Regions from separate parts of the Ovis aries genome. Here region 1 is linked to region 2. Evidence: chromatin contacts called from public Hi-C data. All regions are on one chromosome and are shown on one strand. Each heading gives the region's core, a stretch centred on a gene start, on an enhancer-like site or on the middle of the called end of the contact. The rest is flanking DNA. Distances are from core to core; before and after follow the strand shown. Region 1 holds the start of LGMN (legumain). Region 2 overlaps RIN3 (Ras and Rab interactor 3).

Region 1 (4,976 bases), core at 178-2,677, 45 kb before region 2:
GTTCCTTGGTGGTCCGGTGATTAGGACTCTGCTTTCACTGCTGAGGACCTGAGTTAAACTGTGGTGGTGTTAAGGGAATCACACTGATTGAAGCCACCCACCCTGGCCAGGCACCACAGTAACCATTTGCATGAGTTGTTTTATGACAGGAGGTCCTGGTAAGGAACTTGGAACTAATAAGCCTCCACCAACTGGAAGAGTTCGGGAAAGGTCAAAAGAGACACCACATGTCTACCTCCCAGAATCCTTCTCTCTGGCATCTATCTTGGCTGAACAAGGTGTGTACCACCAGGAAGGACTCTGAGTCAGAATGATTGGCTAAAGACAACCCAGAAATTAATCCCATCACTGTAAAACCCAAGACTGCAAGCCATGTGACAAAGCTGTTCTCCTGTTACCCTACTGCTCTCCACCTGGGTGCCCTTTCCCAATAAAATCTCTTGCTTTGTCAGCAGATGTGTTTCCTTGGACAATTCATTTCCGAGTGTTAGTTTCGGGCCCTGGTAGGGGTCCCCTTTCCTGCAACAGTGGGGCAACTAATTTGACACAAGCCAACACAGCCGAAACAAAAAAGATGAAAGGAGACAACCCATGAATGTAAGTCCTATATATTTTGTGCTCGATGTCCTTGGGCAGGACGGGACTTATTCCCTCATAGTAACTCCATTCAACTCAACTTTCTCAGCTCCACACCACGGTACTTGTATGTATAGTATTTTACTTTTCTCTCCCTGTGAGATAATACCAAATGTTTGAGAAGTAGCATACGGATAAAAAGCACCGGATTCTGGAACTAGACTGCCTGGCTCCGAATTCTGGCTCTGCCACTTCAGAGGTATGTGATCTTCCGAAAATTAACCTCCCTGACATAACTTTCCTTACTTGCCCTGTGTGTAAAGCTGGGGTGACATTAACAAGTGCCTTCTTCTCCTAGGGTTGTTACCAGGATGAAACGGATCTGCACATCCTATCACCTGGGGCTCCTTAAAGACTTCAAAACCCAGGCGACAGGCGGACCAACCAAAGAACTCAAAATCTTTAGGGTGAGGCGGAGGCATCAGTACCTACGAAGCTACCATCCTACGTGGTTCTAATTTGTGTACAAGTTTAGATGCAGAGTGTTAAACGGCTTAGCGCGCTGGGGATCGATCCTTCCGGGGAATCACTGCGCCCCTGGTTCCACACACGTCAGAACCACCCTCCCACCCTCACCCCATCCTGCCCTAATTCACTGGATACCTTTTTCCCTGCGTTTCTTTGCCCTCTGGGATCAGAAGGCCCAGCGGAGGCTCGCTGGGACTTGTAGTTCCTGCGACTCTCAGGTCTCGTTCTCGCCTCCCATTGGCTTTCGAAGACGCTCCTCCCCGAAGGTCGGCCAATCGCCGCGGCGCAGCCAACCCTCAAAGCAAGGAGCTAGGACCCAGCTCAGCAATCTGTGCCGGGAGGACGCGGGCGGCTGACTTCTCTGAGGCTGCGCACCGCGAGGGTTTCCCACGGTCCCTCAGCAGGTAATCAATATCCCTGGCAGGGTACTGGGGCCCGGCCCAACGCCCCGGACCAGAGTCGCCCGTTTGCCGCAGATCTTGGCTTCATGGCTGGGATTTTCAGTTTCCCCGGCCTTTTTTTTTTGCGTAAATCCATTTCTCATCGGGCGAAAGGGAGTTTTCGGCAAACGATGACTTCCGATGACCTCTCTTAGCCTTGCATCCCGTGGGGTTGGTGAGTTGGGGCTCCTTTTGTTGCGCGAGCTCTGGCTGGAAGCCCAGGCTCCTCCGAGAGCAGAAACAGGCGCGAGTTGACAGCACATTTGCTAAGGTCCTATAGCCAGGGAATGCCAGGAGGGGTCTCTTGTGTCCTGTCTTAACAATCTAGAAACAATTCAGGTTGTTGAGGTTTGTAATGCTGAGGCTGCATCTGTTTCCAGTTAGTTCTTGGTAGCCTAAGGGGGAAGGGGTTATGTTAACCACAACAGCAAATATACCCAAAGGTATAAAAACATCCCTTCTGAGAAATCATAAAAGTGCCACTTCTCATAGGTTTGAGCTGGTGGGAGTTAACAGGATGATTCACGTGAACCATGGAAGTGAAAGTTAGCAGGATTTGGTCCCCTACTTCCATTAGGGTTGAGGTTTTACCCACGTGGTATTCAGGGCCAAGAATATAGGGGCTGGGAGAAGGAAATTTTGTGAAAATAAATGTCCATGGTTTGAGACTTGCCCTGTGGTATGTAGTGAGTGGCATGGCCCAGCTCTCTTTGCTCCAGGCAGTAATGTCTTTACTGCATTAGTTCGCAAACATTGGTTGAGCCTTACTAAGTTTTTAAAGCAGGGATTATTTCATAAAGGGGAGAGGCAGTTTATCATGAACCATTCCAGTGTTCCAGGGGCAGCATGTAACCCTGCTTGTGGGAAGAGGTAAGACTTTGCAGAGAAGGGAATAATTGAATGGAGTTTGAGGGATGGGCAGGAGCTAGTGAGATGAAAGAGAAGAGCATTTCGCCTGGAAAATAGCATGATGAAGGCAGGAAAAGAGCACTGATTTTGGACCCGGAGTCCTGAGCCTGGTTGGAGCAAGGGATTTCTTGTGGATAGTGGAAAACAAGAGAGGCGCATCTTGCAAGCCTCTTGTGCTGCAGTAAGAGACTTGGATTTTGCCCTGAAAGCCCTAGAAACCAAATTTAGTAGATGTGTATCTTTGTTGTTGCTATTGTTTAGTCGTGAAGTTGTGTTGGACTCTCTTGTGACCCCATGGCCTGTAGCCAGGCTCCTCTGTCCATGGGATTTCCCAAGGGCGAATACTGGAGTGGGTTACCATTTCCTTCTCCAGGGGATCTTTCCAACCCAGGGATAGAACCCGAGTCTCCTGCATTGCTGGACAGGTTTTTTACCAATGAGCCACGAGGGAAGCCCAGTGTGTACCTTAGATACTCTCTAATGTGGAAAAGTGTTGGAAAGAGGCCACACCAGGGAGCTCATTGCAGTAATTGCCAGGAGAATTGCTGAGGATTTTAAAGACAATTGCATTTGAATGAGAGGAGAGATGAATAAAAGGTTGTGAACTCTTAAGTAAGTGAACACCATACCTAGTATTAAAAATATATTGAGGTGAATGCTGTCTCTTGAGTTTTCCACCTATGACTGACTATCTTTTCTAAGGAAACGACAAGCCTTTTTTTTCTTTCCTTAAACCGCAGACATTGCTTTAGGTCAAAATTTGAGTCCCATTTTATGAAGGAGAAATCATCACAAATGTTAAGGATGTTGAAATCTGGATGATTAGACATATGACTCAATTTATCTTGTAATCCAGGAGATACAAATTAAACCCATAATTAGATCACTTTATATCTATCAGATTAGAAATTAGAAAGTTTGTTACTCTCAAGAGTATCAATTGTTTGAAAGATATCAGATATTTGCAAATATATTTTAGGACAGTACAGCTGCTAGCAAAATAGTATATCTTAAGACTCAGTGGTTCTACTCCTAAAGCACCAGAGAGACATTCGTATACAAGGTGATGAGTGTAAGAATGCTTTTAATAGTTAAAAAAAAAAAAGTAGCAACCTACATGTTTGTTAGTAGGAGAATGTTTATAAAGTGGATGTATGTATTTTAAAGTATAATAAATTGCTTGGAATGAAATAATTTACAATAGTGGTTACCTTGTGGTATTCGGAGAATGGGACAGGACAATGGGGGTACTGTTTTATCTGTAATGTTTTATTTGTTTATGGGGAAAGAGGTTTAACAGATTTACAAAATATTAACAGTTGATCTGTATGACGGTAACAGGTATTTTATATTATATTTGTACATTTCTGTAGTTTAACGTGTATCCTTCAATTCTTAAAATATAAGTTGTAGCAAAATTAAACTTAAGAATTTACATCTAGTTATAAAAGTCATGCTCATTCATTTGGGGAAAGACTACAAACTATTATTAATCCTAGATTTCAAAAAATAGTACTTTGGGAGAAACTTAAAGAAATTCAAATGCCAAATAAGCAGTGAAAATAAAAGTGTAGAAAAACCATTAATAAAAAATCAAATTCTTCTAGACATTGGTAAATTTAAAAAATCTTTCTTGACTATGTGTATTTTGAAATATGTTATAGCTGCTTGTACATCTTGAAATGTTAAAAGACAATTTTTTAAAAGTGAAGGGGGCACAAAAAACAAACAAACAAACAAAAAAGACCCAATCAAAAAATGGGCCAAAGAACTAAATAGACATTTCTCCAAAGAAGACATACGGATGGCTAACAAACACATGAAAAGATGCTCAACATCACTCATTATCAGAGAAATGTAAGTCAAAACCACACACACACAAAATAAAAATAAAAATTAAAAAAAAAAACTTTGATCAACCTTTAAAAAAAAAAAAAAGTGAAGGGGACGACAGAGGATGAGCTGGTTGGAAGGCTTCCCTAACTCAATGGACAAGAGTTTGAGCAAACTCTGGGACGTAGTGAAGGACAGGGAAGCCTGGCAAGCTGCAGTCCATGGGGTTGCAGAGTTGGACGTGACTTAGTGACTGAACAACAACATCACTTTCTATATATTACTGTCAGCTGAAAGGAGATTCCAAGTACAAAGTACATTTGTAGAATAGAAATACAGAAACGTGCAATGGGAAAGCTGGCTTCTTTCTTTCAAAGGGGGAATCGCTTGCACCTCCACTTAATAGAATTCATTTGCATGTTTTTAGACAATAATTATTTTCATTTCTAGTATCTACAGTTTACAGAGTTGTGGGGAAAAAAAGTTCCATAGAATCATTGCAGGTAGATTCTTTACCAACTGAGCCACCAGGGAAGTCCTCCATAGAATCACAATTCGGTAACTTTGAAGGACATGCTCTAATCCAAAATGTGCTTTGCTACTGAATCATAAATTTTCCCTATGAAAAAACGTTGATTCTCTCACTTGAACAAAATCCATTTTTTTGAGATTTGAGATAAGACTACTTGG
Region 2 (5,443 bases), core at 1,313-3,812:
GGTGGGCACAGTCCTGTGCCAGGTGACAAGTGGAGCCCAGCCTGGGTTTTAACTCCCTGGTCCCTTCAGCCATGGAACCTTGGCTGTGAACAACTTCCCTGCCCTTATGTCTAACTCTGAATTTATCTCCCTTTACCAAAAGATCTGAGGCTTTGCCTGCCTGCTCCCACCCAAGAGCTGGTGTGATCCCTGAGACATGCCTGGGAGATGGGGGAAGAATCATTCTTATTTTAAGAACAGGGATACTGAGGCCCAAAGATGTGAAGCATCTCACTGAGGGCTCAGAGCTGGCCTGGGACCCAGGTCTCCTGACAACCAGTTGAGGTTCCTCCCGCCTTCCAGTTGAACAGATTTTCTGACTTGGAAGCCAGATTTGAGTTCCCTTTTGGCCTAGGGTTGTGTCAGCTGCAAAGACATGTTTCCTGGAAGGGCATTCCTAGGAAACCGCTGTCTTCCAGCAAATAGCGTGACATCTGGGGATGAGGCAAACTCATGGCCACTGTGAGTCAGAGCTTTCCTCCCCAGAGCCAGGCACCATATGACCTTCCTGCGAAAGGAGGGCCTGGTTCCTGCCCAGCTGCTCCCCGCTTTCCAGGCCAGATGACCTGGAAGAAAAGGAGGTGGCCAGTTCTTGGATTCAGGCCAGCTGAGTGCTCACAGAGTGCCCACATCTGCAAACCGGCGAAATGGGCTGTGGGGGGAGGGGGAGGGGGCGCGTCTCCTCTGCACCCACAAGACCCTCCCTGCCTCTCTCTGTCCCTCCCCGACTCAGGGCCCCCCGCTTCTCTCTGCCCACTTCCTCTGCAGGCTGGTCCTTTGTTCCCCAGCGGAAACCTGCTCCTAACTAGGGAGAACGCAGTGCAACACGTTAAGGTCTTGTGAGGCCATGATGGGCCAGGTGTCTGCAGGGCGGGTTTGGGACTGCTCATGATGGGCAGGGCTTTGCACCCAGCTGTCACTGCTAGGACCTGGGGACGGAGGAGCTGTAGGGCCTGGCTGTGTCCTGGTCTCCGCAGATGTTCTCATAGCTTCTCTCAGCACCGTTGGCCCAGGGGAGAGGCCAGTAAAAGCAGAGGGAGGAGCCAGCCGGCCAAGAGCACAGGGCACGAATGCCAGGGATGAGACAAAGCCCAGCCCCTGCTCTATGCCACAGCCTGTGACCCCGTCAACCTTGGACACACTGATTCCTTGCTAGGGGCCAGTGGAGGGGCCAGGTCGCTTCACTTGCATCTTGGACCTCTGGGTCAAGTCAGCCCTGTGATGCTCACCATACCCTCAGGCAAGCTCAGGAGTGGATCTGGCAGGTGAGGCTTATCTGACTTTGGTTTTCTACAAGCAGGTCACTTGGGGTGCCATGTGGGGTAAAGAGAGCCCTGAATTTTGGGGTAGGTCAGCTCTGAGTTCAAACCTCACTCTGGCCTCTAACCAGCTGTGTGATCTTGGGCAAGTCACCCTGTTGTTACGGGCTAAATTGTGTCCCCTCCAAGCTCATGTGCTGAAGCCCCAAGCCACATCTCAGAATGTGCCCGCATTTGGGAGACAGGGCCTTAAAGGGTTACTAAAGGTAACGTGAGATCACACAGCTGTGCCCTGCTCCAATAGGACCTGCGTTCTAAGAAGAGATTAGGGGTGCTCAGGCCCAGAAAGAAGGCTGTGTGGGCAGGCAGCTGTCTGCAAGCCAAGGAAAAACCAGCCGATTCGAGACTTCAGGCTCCAGAATGGTGAGAAAATAAATGCTGTTTAAGCTGGCCCATCAGTGGTACTTTTGTTAAGGTCACTGGAGCAGACTAATTCTCCCCGTTTCTTTGAGCCTTCACCTTCTCATCCATAAATATCACAAGAGGAGTCACTGACCAGTGCCAGGCACTCATGAGGGCTCAGCTCTTGCACGGCCCTGTTTTCTTGATCCTGGATCAGGCCTGCACACCCCACTGCGGACAGAGGCCTCCAGACCACAGGATCCAGGTAGCCCCATCCATCCTGCTCTCTGGCTTCTCCTGACGGGAGGGGCCCCACGCTTGAGCACACATGCACACACACACGTGGGGTTCTTACAGTGGTGCTCCTGGTCCAGGTCACTGACTGGCTCTGCCCATTCCCTGGGAGCTGGACAGAAGACCCCCCTGCCTCCCACCAGGGCTGGACTGGTGCCCAATCCACCCTCTGAATTCCAACCCCACCCCAAGTTTGGGCCCCACTGGACAAGAGGGTGCTTGGGTAAATGGACCTCCATCTGACCCATCCCCACCAGTCTCAGGCCTAGTGGGAGGCAGTGGGCACCCTACCTTACAGCTGGGGACCGAAGCAGCACAGCCAGCTCAGCTTCGGGCTGCAGGGAGCATCGGAAGATCAGGAAGGGGACAATGCCTGTGCCAGGGGGTGGGCAGGGAGGTGGCAGAGGCAAGGGCAACCTGGGATCATGGCTGGCTAACCTCAGCTTCTGGGTATTTGCCTGTTTTCTCATGTCTGTTACAAAGCCTGGAAAGTCCAGGGCTGGCTGCCTGCATCCTGGAGCAATCCCTGCATCTGCCACAGGGCTGGCCCGGAGCCACAGTCAGACAGATGTTTGTTGATCAGCTGAATGAGCTGGCTGCTTCCCAGCAATATAATCCAGGGAAGTCCAGCCGCCCTGCCCCGTGGGCACGGCTCACTGCCATGAAGGCTGGGGCTGCATTTGATTTGTTCTCTACTGTCTCCCAGGGCCTAGAAGAGTGCTGACATTGAACAGGCACTCAGCAAACATATTTTTAATCAATGCTGGGGACACAGACAGGAAGGGTCCAAATCTGGTGGAGAAAGCAGAAGTGTCAACAGACAGATGCAATTGGATGAGCTATCTCTTGTGACAGAGATGAGCCCACAGGGCTGGAGGACATGGACAAGGACTATCTGGCCAGCAGCGCAGGAAGTCAGAGAAGGCTTTCTGGAGATGGGCTTTTAGGGAAAAATAAAGAGTTTGACCAGGCAAAGATTGTACAGAATTGTATTGCTGTGATAGGCAACAGAGGCAGGAATGATGTGAAGTGTGGGTGCTAGGAAGAGGAAATGCCCAGGCTGAGGGGCAGACGGGGCCCAGGGCCCTGAGAGTATGTTGTGTGTGTGCCAAGTCGCTTCAGCTGTGTCCGACGCTTTGTGACCTTATGGACTGTAGCCGGCCAGGCTCCTCTGTCCATGGCGATTCTTTCTCCAGGCAAGAGCACTGGAGTGGGTTGCCATGCCCTCATCCAGGGGATCTTCCCAACCCAGAGATTGAACTCGTTTGTCTCCTGCACTGGCCGGCAGGTTTTTTTTGCCACTAGTGCCACTTGAGGAACCTATAGATTCTGCCAAAAACAACAAAACAAAAGAAACCAGGGCGCTCAGTGGAAAGGAGATGCTTTTCTGAACCCCACCTTGGAGGGGGATTAGGCTGTTGGTGGTGGTGGGGGGGGGCCTAGCTGCCTGAGCAGAGATCTAGCCCTTTGAGAAACGAAGATGCCATTTTCAAAAGGACTTTTATTAAAACACTCCCCACACAGTGTCTCTTGCCTTGAATGCCACAGTCCTGGGGTGCCCACGAAGGAGAGGGCCCTGGACAATGTCCCCCGTGGCCAAGGCTGGGCTCGTTCACGTAGCTGTGAAGCTGGCCTCGCTCGGAGGTCCCGTTGTACACCTGGCTGCTTCCGGAGGGGCTGGGGAGCTACCGGCAGCACGGAGCCGGCCGATGGCTGAGGGTTGGCTCTGAGGCAGGGGTGAGGGGCCTGTCCCCTCAGCACCCTGAGATGCTCCTGAGATGCTGGGCGAGTCCAACACATTCCAGCTCCGGGGGGGCGGGGCAGCTGTGGCCAGGCCACTCCTCCTGAGGACGGTCTTGGGAAAACCTGAGCCCTCCCGGTGAAAGGCTGGGGATCGGATCGGGTGGGCATGGGGTGCGGGGGCCCGAGGCGCGGGACAGACGGACTGGCCTGAGGGGCTGTGTGTGAACAGGGGCCGAGCGAGCTGGGGCTCTGTGTGCTGCAGGGGGCTGGAGGGTCCTTTCTGAGTTTCCGTTTCCCTTTCTGCCTAATGAAGCATGTGGCCTCTCCCGGCTCCCGCCCTCCTACTGGGAGCACGCTGGGGCCACGGATCACGTTGTTTATACAATGGTCCTGCCACGGTGGCCGAGGCACGCTCAGTAGGCTGCAAGCACGGGGCAACGTGTGGGCATCCCTGTTGGGAGTGTGTGTGTGTGCACGCGCGCGCGCGCGCAAGTGTCTGTGCGTGTGCATGTGTGAGTGGGTGCGTCTGAGTGTGAGTGTGGGGGTCGAGGGTGCGGGCCGGTCTGCCAGCGTCCCCGCCTGGGTGGACACTGCCGTCGGAGGGGCCGCGGCCCCGGGCTCACAGGAAGTTGGGCTCGCGCACCACCAGGCAGGGCGGGCCTCCGCTGCCCCCGCCGCCGTCCAGGGGCCGGTACACGAAGTGGAAGTCGCGCTTGGGCTCGCTCCGCAGCAGGTAGCCCTTGATGCGGTGCGGCAGCGCCTCGTCGGCCAGCTGGAAGCTGCGGCCGTCCACCAGCACGAAGAGCCGGTAGTCCTGCGGCTGCACCACCTCGAACTTCTCCGCACACTGGGCGCACAGCGCCTCAGCCAGCGTGTCCGCCCGCGATGCCAGCGTCCGCGACTGCTGCTCCGGCTCCAGATACGACACGCAGATAAAGTCCTGCGGGGAGAGACGGAGGGGGTCACGGTTACCGGCTGGGCCAAGCCCACGTCCTGTCTCACCCCTGCCCTGATGCTGGGAGCTTGGACAGGAGAAGCTGCGTGGCCTTGTCCTCTTTGGGCCCCCCGATTCCTCTCCATAGACAGCGGATGGATGGCAGGAGGGGTCGTGAGGCTGGCCGTCGGGGCACCTGCGGCTGACCCTGCTGTGTGACCTCAGGCAAAGACCCTCCCTCTCTGAGCCTCAGCTCTCACTGGGTCAGTCTTGGCCTGGACACAAGGAGTGAGCGCGCCCCCTGGTGGCCAGTCCACGGGCTTGCCGTCACTGAAAAAATCTTATTTTTCACTTTCTCTTCTTCCCCTGCATTCCAGGCACTCTGCTGGGCACACGGGGCAGCATAAATAAAATCAAAGATTCAGACCCACCCCCAGCATTCCATGGCTTAGCTGGTGCAGCTAAGGCAGGCTGAACAGTTCTTCAGGCCCTAGGGCTGGAGGGGCCTGGGGATGGAAGGGGTGGTGTTCCCAGGAGGAACAGGCTGGCAGGGAAGGGCGGGGGAGAAGACTTGGGGGGAAAAGATGGAGAGTGTTTGCAGAAAACAGCACATTCACACCTGAGTCCACCGGAGACCGTGGAAGGAGTCCCTGCCTGGCTTTGAATCTGCTCCCACTCACTGTGTGACGACCTCTCTGAGTCTCCATTTCCACTACTGCAAAGTGGGGATAAAACCAGTCCTTTCTCTGTGCCTGGAGGTGGATCACAGAAA

Evidence for each region. Hi-C and Micro-C count contacts between places; a contact is called where the count stands out from the background.
Region 1: a Hi-C map of liver shows a contact between it and region 2, with 2.6 times the contacts expected there. The contact joins the promoter of LGMN here to the enhancer-like site in region 2. A contact is called at or near these places in 5 of 16 Hi-C or Micro-C datasets (hypothalamus, liver, mesenteric adipose tissue and 2 more).

The regions. Positions count from the first base shown.
Region 1 is chr18:55,230,808-55,235,783 of ARS-UI_Ramb_v3.0, reverse strand. It overlaps LGMN (legumain), which reads left to right and starts at 1,427. Exons shown (of 14, transcript XM_042235389.1): 1 at 1,427-1,719.
Region 2 is chr18:55,186,595-55,192,037 of ARS-UI_Ramb_v3.0, reverse strand. RIN3 (Ras and Rab interactor 3) reads right to left here. Exons shown (of 10, transcript XM_027957334.3): 10 at 3,481-4,677. The coding sequence ends at 4,357. Among named protein-coding and RNA genes, the nearest start is that of TRNAY-GUA, 4.7 kb to the left of the region's middle. Within about 2 kb of position 2,562, at least 18 of the 54 cell types and tissues checked have an H3K27ac peak or open chromatin away from gene starts, as enhancers often do. A contact at or near this core is called in hypothalamus, liver and tail adipose tissue, where this site is marked.